Regions from separate parts of the Gossypium hirsutum genome. Here region 2 is linked to region 1. A link is a contact called in public Hi-C data. All regions are on one chromosome and are shown on one strand. Each heading gives the region's core, a stretch centred on a gene start, on an enhancer-like site or on the middle of the called end of the contact. The rest is flanking DNA. Distances are from core to core; before and after follow the strand shown.

Region 1 (7,305 bases), core at 240-2,739:
AAAATACCAATCAATTATTTGAAATAATTTTTGTCCCTCACAAATCAAAGGCAGTATAGTAGCTGTAGGCAAAGTAAATATAACGTTTTGAGAACGAAATTCGTAAATTGTACTGTAAATTGAATTGTATTTTATTTTTTTATTTAAAAAATTAGGAAATTAGTTATTATATGTTAAATCAAAAAATAAATTTATCTTTTTATTAAAATTTATTTTTACTGTTAAAAGATAATCTTTATACATTAATCATGTTAATTTTTAATAGTAAAATAGATAAGTAATTATCCATTCTTTGAACTAATTTATAGAGTATAATCGATGATACTTTAGTAAAGGAATGATTGAAAAATCAGACTCTAAATGTAAATATAATGGATGAGTATCCATATTATGTGGAATCAAGATTTAGGCGTATGTTTGAGAAATGTAATAATGGACTGTAAATTACATAATTTACAGGCTAGGGTAAATTGGTGGGCGACAGTAGCCTCTTCCTTCCTTAAATAATTTGGTCCCAATGTCTGCATGTTTTCACGTGTCCTGCCATCACCATTGCCGTTAATTACAGCATCAGCTACTGCATAGGATTCTAAGGACCCAAATATAATAAATAATTAAATTACATAATTTTAAAAAATTGAAAGTATCCTTTTCCAATCCCCTATTTGTTGGTTGTTTCCCTCACTCTCATGCCTGTTCACTGGATCCCACTTTCTTTTCACATTTCACTTTCATTAATATCAATTATCATACCGCTGTTTTAAATCTTCTTCCATTTTTTAAATAATTCATTTCCAAAATCCCATTTTAAATGTGTAAATAATATTAACATTTAGTTAAATTGGTCCAAACTATACAAATATTTATATGTTTTCCAACTTCTTCTTCTTTTTTTTTTATAAAAAAATGACTCATTTTTCTTAAAATATTGTTTGGTTTCCACTCAAATCATATGTATATATTTAGTGCAGACACACACACAAAAAAAAGGACTAATCTGTGTCTTACTTAAACTATGGTATTATTATATTTTAGTATTCATTTTTTGTTTTCCTAAATATTTATCTGCCAAAGGAGTTTTATAGAAATACATATAAAAAGGTGATTGATGAAAGTTTGACTTGATAAGAAAGTCAAACAGATCAACGGCTGCAGGAGACAAATGAAGTCGGTTGAAAAGTAACGACAACCTCAAAAAAACAACAAAAAAGAAATGAAACTTTTGAATTAAAACATAAGGAGAAAAAAAGAAGAAGCAAATAAACCAAGAAAATTTCTTCAACTTTATATTCAAGCTTTGCCTTTTGCTAAGAGAATTAAAACAAAAACAAAAACTAAGCCTTTTATTATTCCTATTAAAGTTTAAATCATTGAGTAAATAAGTTTTTTATTGAAAAATTAAAAATAAATAAAATAATAATAATTTTTATTTTATAATTAGTTCATTAAATTTAAATAATATACCAAGTACAAGTGCAAGTGCATGAATAAAAAATATATATATTTGGTGGAATGGGAGCAATTAAATGTTAATCCAAAAAAGCAGCAAGAACTTAACCTTAATGGTACATTTATGAGTTGGGGTCTCATTGGACAGTGACTTCACTTGCCACCAAAAGGGGTGTGGTGGGCTATCTTTTCTCTTCCATGACAGGACAAAATTCTTGATAAATGAGAGAGAGAAACAAAGAAGGCATCAGATAGAGATAGAGATAGAGAAAGGGCAGCTATGGTGTTTTTTGAGTGTTTGTTTTGTTTTTGCAGCCCTTCTAGTCCTCTCCCATTTTACTGAACCCCCCAAAACCCAAAAGGAAAGATAGTGTAAAAGGAAAAGAAAAATGTTTGATGGAGTGCCAGACCATCTTCATCAATTCATAGGAGCGTCATCAGCATCAGCTAGAACCACCACCACCACCACTCTCCTTCTCCCTCTCTCTTTCACTTCTTCAAATGGTTTCACTTCCTTTGACCCTTTGTTCACTTCTTCATCAAACTCCCATCATCAGCAAGTGCCCCCTCAGCTGCATCATCATCATCATCAGCAGCAGCAGCAGCAGCAGCAGCAGCAGCAGCAGCCTCAGTTGTTGCAGTCATTGCACCAGCAGAAGAATAATGAAGAGAGTACCACCAGTTTGGTAGGTATGAACATGGAGATTAATGGAAGAGATCAGAGATCCATTGCTGAACCGATTGATAATCTTCATCATCATCATCATCCTTGGTCTAATGATGAAGTCCTTGCACTGTTGAAGGTCAGATCTAGCATAGAAAATTGGTTCCCAGAATTCACTTGGGAACATGTCTCAAGGTATATACATACAAACTATACATATATCCATTTCATGTTTTCTTTTCTTTTCTTTTCTTCTCTTTTCTAATAGATAGAGTCCCTTCAAATTTTGATGAATGAAACAATCAAATTGGATAGTATTAAATCATCTACATTAACCCTTGTGGGGATATCATTATTTATGAGCCGTTGTTAATGAAAGAGAGAGAGAGAGAGAGAGAAAAGGGATACTGATAATTAAATAAACAAAAAAAAACCTTGGTATAGTATTTTATAAGTGAATAATTGATAGTAAAATAGAAAGAATAAGTGTTTGATATATAAATATAGGCATGCAGCTTTGTAATGGTTCAATTATATATATATGTGCACACAGTTATGGTGGGTGCAGGAAGTTGGCAGATCTTGGGTTCAAGAGGAGTGCAGACAAATGCAAAGAAAAATTTGAAGAAGAAAGCAGATATTTCAACAGCATCAATTGCAGCAAAAACTACAGGATCTTTAGTGAACTTGAAGAACTTTATCAAGCTGAGAATCCTCCACCTCCACCTCCACCTCCGCCTCCTCCTCCTCCTCCTCATCATCATAGCCAGCAGCAGCAGGTGGCTGTTGTTGCAGATGAAAACAACAAAAATGTGGAAAAGTCAAGGGAAGATGAGGACAATATGGGTCAGAATTTGGAAGCTGATTCAAGAAATGTCGATGAATTATATCAAACTTCACCAGCAAACAACACTGCAATGTCATCAGATCAGGATAACAAAAAAGTGGTTGAGAACAAAGCAAACTATGATGATAACAAGGCTGCTGCTGCTGCCAACAACAACAAGAAGAGGAAAAGGGTGAAGAAACTTGAGTTGTTCAAAGGGTTTTGTGAAGATATTGTGAACAAGTTGATGATCCAACAGGAAGAGATGCATAATAAGCTGATTGAAGATATGGTGAAGAGAGATGAAGAAAAAGTTGCAAGAGAAGAAGCTTGGAAGAAGCAAGAGCTGGATAGGATTAACCAGGAGCTTGAACTTAGAGCCAAGGAACAAGCTATTGCTGGTGATAGACAGGCCACCATAATCAAATTCTTGAGCAAATTTTCACAAACTGGATCCTCTAAGAAGCAATGTTTTGGAAGGGTTAATGAAGATGTTGTCAAGGTACCAAGTGAATGTTCAAATCCTCCTATTGCTTCTTCATCTCCTTTAGTGGCAGTAGCAGAAAACCCTAATCCCATTGTCACTGACCAAAACAAAGTTGATCAAGTTTCTACCACTTCTCCATCTTCTATGAACCTCGCCCATCAAAACAAACAAAGCATGCCCATATCCATGACAGAAAGTCAAGCTCCTCAAAACCCTAATCCGGAAACACCTGATACTTCATCATTAGCTCCGCAAAACCCTAATTCTGTCAGTGCTGAAAGCAATCCATTACCGCCCACTTCACCATTGACGGTAAATAAAGCTCCCCAAAACCCTACGTCCAATGAGAAAGAAGACCTTGGAAAGAGATGGCCAAGAGATGAAGTGTTGGCATTAATAAACCTGAGGTGCAGTCTTTATAACAACGGTGACCATGAGAAGGAAGGAACAGCCATAAAAGCTCCTCTATGGGAAAGAATCTCACAAGGGATGTTAGAATTGGGCTACAAGAGAAGTGCAAAGAGGTGCAAAGAGAAATGGGAAAACATAAACAAGTACTTCAGAAAAACCAAAGATATCAACAAGAAGAGGTCCCTTGACTCAAGGACATGCCCTTATTTTCATCAATTAAGCACTTTGTACAGTCAAGGAACACTTATAGCACCTTCTGATGGGCCGGAAAATCGCTCGCCGTTGCCGGAAAACCACTCAAAATTGCCAGAAACCGGTAAGGATTCATGTCAAAGGGGAGACAAGGATTCAACTGTGCATGTTTCGGGAGGTAATGAGACAAACATGGTTATTCAAGTACCAGGTTTTGAATTTGAATTCTGAATCACATTACATTTTTGTGTGTACGTTAAATTACTTTTGGTATTACAATCGCTAATGACATTATTAATACTACAATATTAGAAATAATAGTACTTTTTTTGGGTTGAAAATTAATTTTTAATTTTCTTAGAGAATCTAATGTAAACTTTCATGGAGGATATATGTTTAAACTTGTACAGTAGTGAGCACCGACAATTTAATTTCAGGTCAGGCCTACTTTCATTTTATAATTATTGATTAATGCTCCTAATTCTTTCATTTTACGAGTTTAGTTCTATTTTTAAGGGCCCGGCGAATTCAAAGGGATAGGTAGGGCTGGATGAAAGGGTATATTTTGCTTTTGGATCCTCTTAAACATTAATTGTTCAATTCAATCCTTTTATTTAACTTCAACCTCAACAACTTACATTCCACCCTCCAAATAAAAAATCCTAATTTTGTTGATGATAATTTCAATAGAGATTGTTATTTACTAAATGTAGGAAGGACAGTGTTCAGGCGCAGTTCACTGTTCCATGCCAAATAAAATAAAAACAATGCTGAAAGAAGTTGGGAATCTTTTCAGCCAAGAAAATGAGGTTTTGTACACTAGTTGCTGGAACATTTCAGAAACATAACAGATATTTCTACATATAATCTGGATATATTCATAAATGCTTTTCACACTCTAAATTAATTTTATGCCAAATGTTTTATCTATTATAATAACAATTTTTTTTATACATGAAATTGAAATTTTCAACCAATAGATTCAAAAAAAATTGTTATATTTGATAAATCAATGATATTTTAAAAGAGTTTGAAAATTATTTTTATTTTGTATTTGATACAAAATTTTCAAAATAAAAATATTGAAACTTATCACTTTATATAGAAAATGGTAAATTGATTTTATTTTAAAAAATATATATTTGAAATAAATTATCTTTTTAAAGAATAAATTCAAAAGTATCATATTTGACTTTTCCTTAAAACTATTTTTATTAATTTTACTAAAAAAACATACTTTTAAGTATAAATTTTTACCCAAAAAACATACTTATGTCAATACTTACTTTTATTAATTTTACTAAACAAATTTTCTAATATAAATTCTTTTATTTACATATGTTACTACTTAAGTAAAAGCTAACTAGATATTATTACTTGCATTATTTGTTGGCAGGTTTGACCAACAGATCTTGATTATTTACTTACATGTTTTTTAGGATTTTGACTAGCAAATCACTATATTATATTTAGAGATGAGATTGAATCAAGTAATGTAAGTTTTCAAGAGTCCTAATCTAATCTATTTACTTTATTTAAAGAGATGTTGTTTTTGAAGAAGTTAAAGTCAAGAAAAGACTCTTTTGAAAAGACTTAATATTTATCAAGTTTTCTTAAGTGAAGAGATTTATTTTTCTTCAAAGACTAGGTCAAGACGATCTTAGTTTATTCTATTCCATATTGAAGATATGATCAAGCTAAATTTAAGGAAATTAAATATTCATATTGATTGTACTCTAGCAAGCCACTAATAGTACTTTTGGTTCGTTGGAATGGAATATAGTATGAATATAATGACTATTCAATTAAAATAGAATAAAGAGGTAATAGGGATCAAATTGAATAGAATATATGAATAATGGTATTACATCGTTTGGTTGATTAAAATGGCATAAAAGAATAGATAAGGAATATATATATATAAAAAGTGATCCATTTACCCTTAAGTGAAATCAATAATATTTTTGTTTATGTTATGAATATCTTATTAAGTGGATGTCTGTAACACCCCTTAACCCTAAACCGTCACCGGATCAGGGCTACAGAGCATTATCGGACATATTGGACAACTTAGAAATAATTCATAAATAAATAACATTCGTAGCATAGTTTAACTTTTAAGTCTTTATAATAGACCCTCGAAGCCCAAAATACGTATTAGGAGTGGAACGAATTTTTTTTTCAAAATTTCGGCAGCATTTCTGCTTATTTTGTATAAAACCCCCTGCAAGTTCAAACCAAAAACAACCAATACCATATATACTATATAAACTTTTGTACCATTTCATTAGTATAAACAGTAAAATACTAATTACCATTTTTATTTACAACAAAAGTCTTGTAACATTTTGATGTGATCAAAATAACACCTATGTACATGTCACTTTTAATTCAAAACATGGTACCTACTTATGAAGCTCTTGAGGATGTGATGAGATGAGAGATCTTCTAGCCGACTCTAGCTCTTCGAGTCTAACTGTACCTACGCGTTAAAATTAAACGCGTTAAACCGGTGAAGACTTAGTAAGTACTACAAGAATAAATAGGCAGATAAATCCTATTAAAATATTATAATCTCATTTGATCAATATATATTTATATGCATATAGGTTTCTTTAGCTGTATCTTATATTAACAAAATTTAATTTATTATTATATAAGTTATAAAACTTACCTTAGTACATTGATAATTCGCTTTGGTTCACAACTTATAATTTTAACCCAAAGTAGACTTTATAGAACACACTGGATATACGGAACAAATACAGAAGTGCATTATTATGCACAAACGAACAGAGAGCACTAAAGTGCTATACTGAGAGCACAGATGTGCTAAACAGAGAGCACTTAACGTGCTAATAATAGAACGGAGAGCACTAATGTGCTAATAATCAGAGAGCGTGCTAGAGTTCCTTAATGGCATGCCACTAATATCCTAGTAGTTCTAAACTCATCTACTTAAAACTGAATTTCATACATTTAAATACTTTACATAAATATCTCGAAAAAGATTTCTCATTTCTTCATCATTACAATTTAGTGCATATTACACAATTCACAAATATCACATCTTTTTCACACATATACTTTTGTCACAATATTATTACTTAATGTTCAAACAATATAACTTCTTATTTTCTCCAATTATAATTTTCTTTTCAAATTTTATAATTCCATAATCTATTATTATTATTATTTATTTACTAATAAATTTAAATATATACATATATATTACATTTTTATTTTTAAATAATTCTATACTACAATGTAAGCATT
Region 2 (7,453 bases), core at 3,358-5,857, 440 kb after region 1:
TTCAATCTTCCACGTGCGACACTTGGGATCCGTTGTTATCGGAATAGGATCCTTATCGGTGAGATAATTATTCTTGCCTCTACCAGAAATATACATAAGGACGGATTGTGACCATTGAAGAAAATTGTGGCCATTGAGTTTGTGACTAGTGATAGGAAGATGAGAGTTTTCGATGATATTGGCTGATGAATTTTCATAGTTTTTGGCTGAGGGATTTTGTTCGGGTCTGGAATTGACTTCCAAGGAGAAGATGATTTGTGTATCCATGCTGTTTTAGGGTTTAGAGCCTAGCTATGGTACCATGAGAAATTTAGTGTAGGAAAATTCTTCTTTTTATAAAGGAAATACAACCTAACTTATATATTAGGATGACTGACATTTCAGTCGATGATTCTAGGAAAGATAATGGGACAATCCCACAAAGTTAGGAATCTTAATAAACTAGGAAAGCAACTAATTAGAAATCAATAATGAATGATCCTATTTGTTTTAGGAAACTAAATAATAAATCCTAATCTACCAGATTACAGCATATCAGTAAATTCCAAATATATACAAGCTAATTTGGCTCTTTTCTACAAAAGCTTTTGATCAACCTGTCCACTCTAGTAGATCTAGACTAATTGTTCCAGAAGCTCATGCTCATTTCTCAATTTGACATCTAGTCTCATGGAATGGAACTTAAGTTTATGGATCAACAAAGTCAAAGATTATATGCATTATGGAGGAGCGGCTGTTGCAAGGGATTCGAGAGCAAATTCTATTTTGATCTGCAGAAGTTTGCTCGCTCACTCGAAGGTTAAAGCTCGAATTTTAATTCATCGTTTTGCACCGCTCAAAATAGGAGGCCAACTCCTGTAGAATTATTAACAAGGAAAAACATTGGCTCAACATCATTAAAGGCAGAACGAAGGTTGGATGGAAACTTATCCAGGGATGGCAGACATTAAAGAACCAATGCATATGGTAAAGATTTGTACAGGAGACTTCTCGAACCAAGGAATGAAAAAGGAAACAAGAGAGCTTACAAGATAACATATCCTTTAGTTGATTGTAGCATACGGATTTATTTGGTTTCCATGCAAAATATTTGCATTATGTACCAAAAAGAAAAATGTGGCAGCATTTTAGTTTTTAGAGCATTATCTGCATGCACCAGAACCTTTACGTCTACCACTAAGCATATGATGTTCATTAAACGATTCTTGGAGACTCAAGGTACAAAAAAGCATATCCACGCATGTAATTAGTTCACCAAGGGAGACAAATATGTATGTATATATTTCAGAAAGGTTAACTTACAGATGAATAACCAGAGATGCAATAATCAGGATGGCGAAGCAAAGCTAGAGTTGTCTCTGCAAACAAAAAAAAATAGGAATGTAACATAACCAGTCTGACAGATATTGAACTTGACATGTTTAAGAAAAATAAGAGAATACACCACTTAGAACCAGGGCACCTTCTACATGTCATAAGTATTGCTACAGTAAAACAAAAAGAAGAAAGCAGTCATATGCCCACTTCTTGCATCCGAAATATCATTTAACCATGAACAAAATGTAATGAATGGCTTCTATGCGCATTTCAATCAAACTAAATCATTAAATAGGGTAAAAAGCTTATGCCCTTTCTTGTCATAATTGTATGTCAAAAATTTTATTAGCTCTCATGCAGTTGCTATTTACTAAAGCAGATTTCAGAATAACAAATATGATAGTTATGCTATAGAGCTATAAGACTTGTGCATGGCCTCTTGGGTTATTATATTTTCTTTATGACTAGGCTAATACTCGGAGATAGTGCAAAAATGATAGCTACAACAGTTAAAAAGGAATAGCATTTTCATCTATCTTCACTTCCCAACTGTAATCTACATAATGCATAGAACACCACCACTATCTCCAGTAAGACTCTAATTAACTATAGACAGATCTTAGAATGCTTTACCTGTCAACACAAAGCTCAGACCCTCAGAGGTAGAGGTATCAGCAACTTCAGCAATCCGATTAAGATCCCTTTGAAGAGACCGTCCCATACCCAACAACCCAACCTAATAATAAAAACAAAGAGACTACAAATGAACAAATGGTAATTGAATTCCATCAGTAATGGCAACCATCACAATTCTGTGTCCATCTCTCTTCCTTGTCTAGCTCATTTCACATGACAATTATTCATACAAAATTAAGTCTTGACACTTTATTACAAAAAGGAATTCATATTAAAGTCAGCTTTAAAGATTCTACCAGAATTCACATTTAAGCAACCCTCCTCCATAGACACCCGATTTTGTCAGGGTCATTCTCAAGTCTCACTTTGATTTCTCCTAATTTGGATTGGTCCATTCTTTTGTGTCTTTTGTCTAGCATGCCGGATGTTACAACTTCTCTGTATATCACATTTATTTCACATTCAATCTATTCAGTTGAATTTCGACATGTTGATTAACCGTGTATTTATCCATACATCTGAACACCACTACTTCATATCTTACTTCAACACATCTGATCGGTAGCATTCTCACTCTGAAATTGGATATTAATTTATTGATATGCATCAATGATGCAAAAAACAAAGGAACAAATCCTTAAAACATAGTATTTCTTTTTATCTAAAAACTAGCTTCACCATCATTACAAGGAGATCAGCATGCTTTTTTATGATTAAAGAAAGCAGTTGATTCATTAATGTTAAACATCATTCAAGGACTTTATCACCTATGCAAACATACTTAAAGCAAAAGAATAACTAAAAAGCAATAAAAGAAAATCCAAAAGCTTACCTGAAGCTTAATAACACTAGTCCTTTCGCTAGTAGTGAGCACACTACTCTCAGACCGATCCGAAAGGAACCCGGAGACCAAAACAAAGGCAGCAAACCCAACCAAAATCAAGAAAAAACTCGAGCCGGCACCAACACCTACCCCAACTGCAGGCCCCATGTAAAACCCACCACCTCCGAATGGAGCAGGCGCATAATAAGGAGCCGAATACGAAGAAAACCTCGACCCTCCATTTCTAGGCACCGAATAACTCCTCGAAGATGAAGAACTCGAAGAAAAAGACCTTCCTCCCATCCTCCCACCTGATGCAGCCAATGCTACGTTATTAGGATCATACATTAGCAACAAACCCAATAAAACCGCGGCTATAGCGGGCTTTTTTAACGCGTTCAAAGCTTTTAACATTGTTTGAGAAATAATCTCGAATGGGTTTTTGTCATTTGAGCTGGAACTCAACTGGTTGTTGGAGCCCAAACTCGAGCTCGTCAAATGTTTCCTCTGCTCCGACGAGAAGAAGCATTTAACAGTGAACTTTGCCGAACGTTGACCGTTGAAAGCCAAAGTTCCAGTGAAATGAGATAGGCGAGGAGGAGAAGGAAGAGGCAAATGAAGGGGGAAATAGTGTTTCAAGTTCAAAGTGTTGGATTGGAGCAAAGAAGAAGTAGAAGTTGCCATGGTGAATGGAGAGAGATTATGAGCTTTGGGTGCGGAGATATTTTTTTGAAGAATGAGGGAAGGTGAGATCAAGAAATGATTTGGTTTTGCGGGGAATGAGTTTGGGTGAATGTGATGGTGAAATTTGAGGGAGTTGTGGCCATGATAAGAGAAGGCCGATAGTGTCATTTTGAACCTCTCATCTTCATTTGTAAATTCCCATTCAAAAGTTTTAGGTCTAATTTTGTCTTCAACCCCTCTTCTCTTTAATAATTGAAGCTTTGTCAAAATGCATCCATAAAAAATAATGAGGGTTTTCGTTGCTAAATAAACCAATAATTAAAAATAATAATCATATTTATCTATACTATTATTTAAGTCTTTAATTGAATGTTGGTATCACGAATCAACTGGACACCAACTCGATTAAAGAAATTAGAAAATGTCCTTCTATAATTAAAATAAATTATATTATTCAAGGGCGTTTTAATTTTTTTATTTAAAAGAATCAATAAAAAAACTAGGTACGATTGAATTTAAATCTATACTAATTACATTGATAATATATTATTTTTATCACTAAATCAAAGCTTTATTTTAATAAGATATTAACATTTTTATTTTATTATATATTTTTTATTACTTTCATCAATTAAATACATAATTTTTACACACATGCCCCTGTAATAAAATTTTTAATTAGTACATCATTACTAAGATCACAATCATATTTCAAGATATAGTGAAAAAATTCATGAAAAATTTTAACTAGATTTAGAGTTAAATAAATTTTACAAGGGTATAATATTCTTCCAATCCCTGTACTATTTAGATTTTTTAAAAATTAGTCTCTTTGCTTTTAACCAAAAGAATTTAGTCCCTTTACTTATTTGCTTTTAAAATTAATTTCTAAAAATTTTGAATATATGTTATAATTGTACTTTAATTTTTAAGTCAAACATTTAAATTTTAAAATACCACATATTCAAAATTAACAAAAGTTTATTAACAGTGTCATACCGATTGCAATTTAGTTTTTAAATAAGATAAAAAAAGAACTAAATTCTTAAAATTAAAAGCAGAAGGATTAAAGTTTTAAAACTTTGAAGAGTAAAAGGACAACGAGGCAGAATTAACCCTTTTAAGGGCAGACTCAAGTATTTACTATAGCCATTTGTAGAACTTAACGTTAAAAAAGGGAAGCCCCATTTAAAACCCAAGATGCAAAAACTAAAAAAGCCCAAATTCAAAACCTAAAATAAACCCTAATCAGTGATAAGTCGATTCCATAGGAAACCCTATAAAAACTTGTTTTTTCGCTATTGCTATTCTCTCTCCTTGAACTGCTGCCGCTGTTTGTAACTTTTGGTGCTTCCAGTGCGTCGAAACCAAGAAAAGAGGAAGATATTTGCTTAACCATGGCGGACAAGGCAGTGACTATTAGGACAAGGAAGTTCATGACGAACAGGCTCCTTTCCAGGAAACAATTCGTAAGCTCCATTTCCATTTTTTTCCCGCTCATTTCTTCGTTAACCAAACAATGGGCAACGTTAAATTTTAAGGCTCGGAGCTTATTTCTTTCGTAATCTTTCACATTATTTTCCATTACCTGCTTTCAGTAAGGTTTAGTTCGGCTGTAGATCTGCTCAAAGAAAGAAAATAGAAGAAAATGAGAGAAAATAAGTATTTGTTTTTTGTTAGTTTGCTTGTAGGATGCTTAATTTAGGTCTTTCCTTGATTTGTCATTTGGAAACAAGTGACTTTTTTTTTCTTACTATGAAGCCTGCAATAAAATAAAATTGCTCTTTTGGGAAACTGAAGGTCAGATGAGCTTATATATGTTTGAAATTGTTAACTTGGAAGATGAAACTTGTTATTTACTTGTTTTGTAGATCATTGATGTTTTGCATCCTGGGAGGCCCAATGTTTCTAAGGTAAATGTTTAATGATTCTCAATAACATTGTTTTATTGTCTTAACTTCCAGAAAATTGGACTGCTTGTGTTAACATATCTTTGATTTGTCGATCCTGTATTGTTAGGCGGAGTTGAAGGAGAAGCTTGCTAGAATGTATGAGGTGAAGGACCCAAATTCGATCTTTGTGTTCAAGTTCAGGACTCATTTTGGAGGTGGTAAATCTACTGGATTTGGTTTGATATATGATTCTGTCGAGAACGCAAAGAAGTATGAGCCCAAATACAGACTGATCAGGGTAATTTCTGATGTGTTTTATTTACATTTTCTCTGGATTTGTTAGTGGTGTGTCTGTTTTATTAGTAACTGCATACTGAAGTATTTTTCTCCACATAGTTTTGTTTTTGGTATTCTCAAAAAAGCAATGTTGTGATACTAGTGAGCACGGAGGCAATGTTGCCTTTTAAAAGTAACAAGATGGACTTGGAAGTAGAGCCTTTTTTATAATTTGTACTTGAGTACTGCATGGTTATGAAGAAGACGAGTGGGGGTGATTTGCATTTTAGGTTACTTATTGTAGCATTTACGTCAGTGTAGGTCATAAGCATTTTAATTTCATCAAATTGCATCATTGAATTTCTATTATTAATAAATTAAGTTGTACTAATTCTCATGAAAATGTTGGCTCAAAGAACATGTGGGAAAGCATGAAATCCCGACCTTGGTTTTGTTTAGAGAATAAGTTACTTATGCATGTTAAGATGGCTTTTAAATTAAAATTATTTAATTGAGTTTGCATAAGTAATCTAATATATTAATAATAGGAGTTCAGTGATATAACGTGATGGAATTAAAGGGTTGAGACTTGTATGATAGTTTATGTTTGTTTAGTGATCTGAATGTGAATTACCCTATAATGTATTATGTGACTATGCTGCTTTGACTTTTCACACCTATATCTGACACATACTTGAATATGGATATGAAGGCATGACCTTCGAAAGTCCTTCAAAATTTATAAAAAAATTGAATATACTTTGTATTTGATACTCACTCCTTAGTCCAAGCAACATAGTTATGCAAGGCATTGAACCAGGGCTTTCATCTTTATGTCAGCATAACTATGTAATGTTACTTTAACCTTCTGGGTTTTCTTGCAGTTATTTTCTTTTGATTCCCTATCACATACTTATTGTCTTTTCATTGTTATTAATTCCGTTTGAATTGGTTTCTTTTAAGGGCATCAAAGGTACAATGCAAGACACTAATTATTTGTGTTACTATTTCAGAATGGACTCGACACCAAGGTGGAGAAATCAAGGAAGCAAATGAAGGAAAGGAAGAACAGGGCTAAGAAGATCCGTGGAGTAAAGAAGGTAAGATTAAATTATTTCTTTGTTCTCATGTTAGTTTACCTGAACTGATTTCACTTCCGAAAAATTTGATGATCGATGAGGGTCAATTTTCTGACCATTTTGCTTGTTCTGTAGACCAAGGCCAGTGAAGCAGCAAAGAAGAAGTGAGCTAAAAGGGATGAAAGAAAAGGTGAAATCTATGTCTATCTTAGGGTCAGTCTTTTTCAACAGCTTTTGTTTACTAGCCTTGCCTCAAGTGTTTAGGTGTCCTTGAACCTGATTTACCTTTTTGTTTTCGAAAGTGGATTTTGATGTTGTATTATCTGATTGTTCTAATTTGAGTACTCTTGCAGTGCAGAATTTTGAAATATTTAGATCATATTCTTTTTTTGGAGTAATTATTTGATGATGTGAAAGATCACACAAATTAAGATTTGTTTTCTTTGGGTGCCGTTGTGTTGAAGAGAACCTATGGGTGCCTCTTGAAGTTGTTGAAGAGTGAGATTTATGGCATGCTGAAAAGTGAGTGCATGTGGAAATTCCTGTTGTTGAGAAGTAGAAGGCATGAAATGAACCCACAACTTCTAGGATTTAGAGCAGGTTATGGGATGCTAGTTCAAGTAGTGTTTTGGGTTCGAACCACTTTGTGCTCTTCAAAGCCACACCACTTTCTCTTGCTTTTCAGCAGCCATGGTTCAGCCCTACAAAGGCTAGAAGAGGTGAGAGTCTACTTAAATGACGCCCAA

Evidence for each region. Hi-C and Micro-C count contacts between places; a contact is called where the count stands out from the background.
Region 2: a contact with region 1 is called in a Hi-C map of leaf, with 1.9 times the contacts expected there. The contact joins the promoter of LOC107888763 here to the promoter of LOC107888971 in region 1. A contact is called at or near these places in 2 of 34 Hi-C or Micro-C datasets (both in leaf).

The regions. Positions count from the first base shown.
Region 1 is chrA11:108,956,536-108,963,840 of Gossypium_hirsutum_v2.1, forward strand. LOC107888971 (trihelix transcription factor GTL2) reads left to right here and starts at 1,490. Exons shown (of 2, transcript XM_016813257.2): 1 at 1,490-2,308; 2 at 2,682-4,465. The coding sequence starts at 1,839. The coding sequence ends at 4,260.
Region 2 is chrA11:109,393,000-109,400,452 of Gossypium_hirsutum_v2.1, forward strand. LOC107888763 (40S ribosomal protein S24-1) reads left to right here and starts at 4,608. Exons shown (of 5, transcript XM_016812966.2): 1 at 4,608-4,929; 2 at 5,332-5,373; 3 at 5,480-5,650; 4 at 6,642-6,728; 5 at 6,843-7,081. The coding sequence starts at 4,858. The coding sequence ends at 6,875. LOC107888772 reads right to left here and starts at 3,621. Exons shown (of 6, transcript XM_016812977.2): 1 at 2,786-3,621; 2 at 1,951-2,053; 3 at 1,303-1,358. The coding sequence starts at 3,460.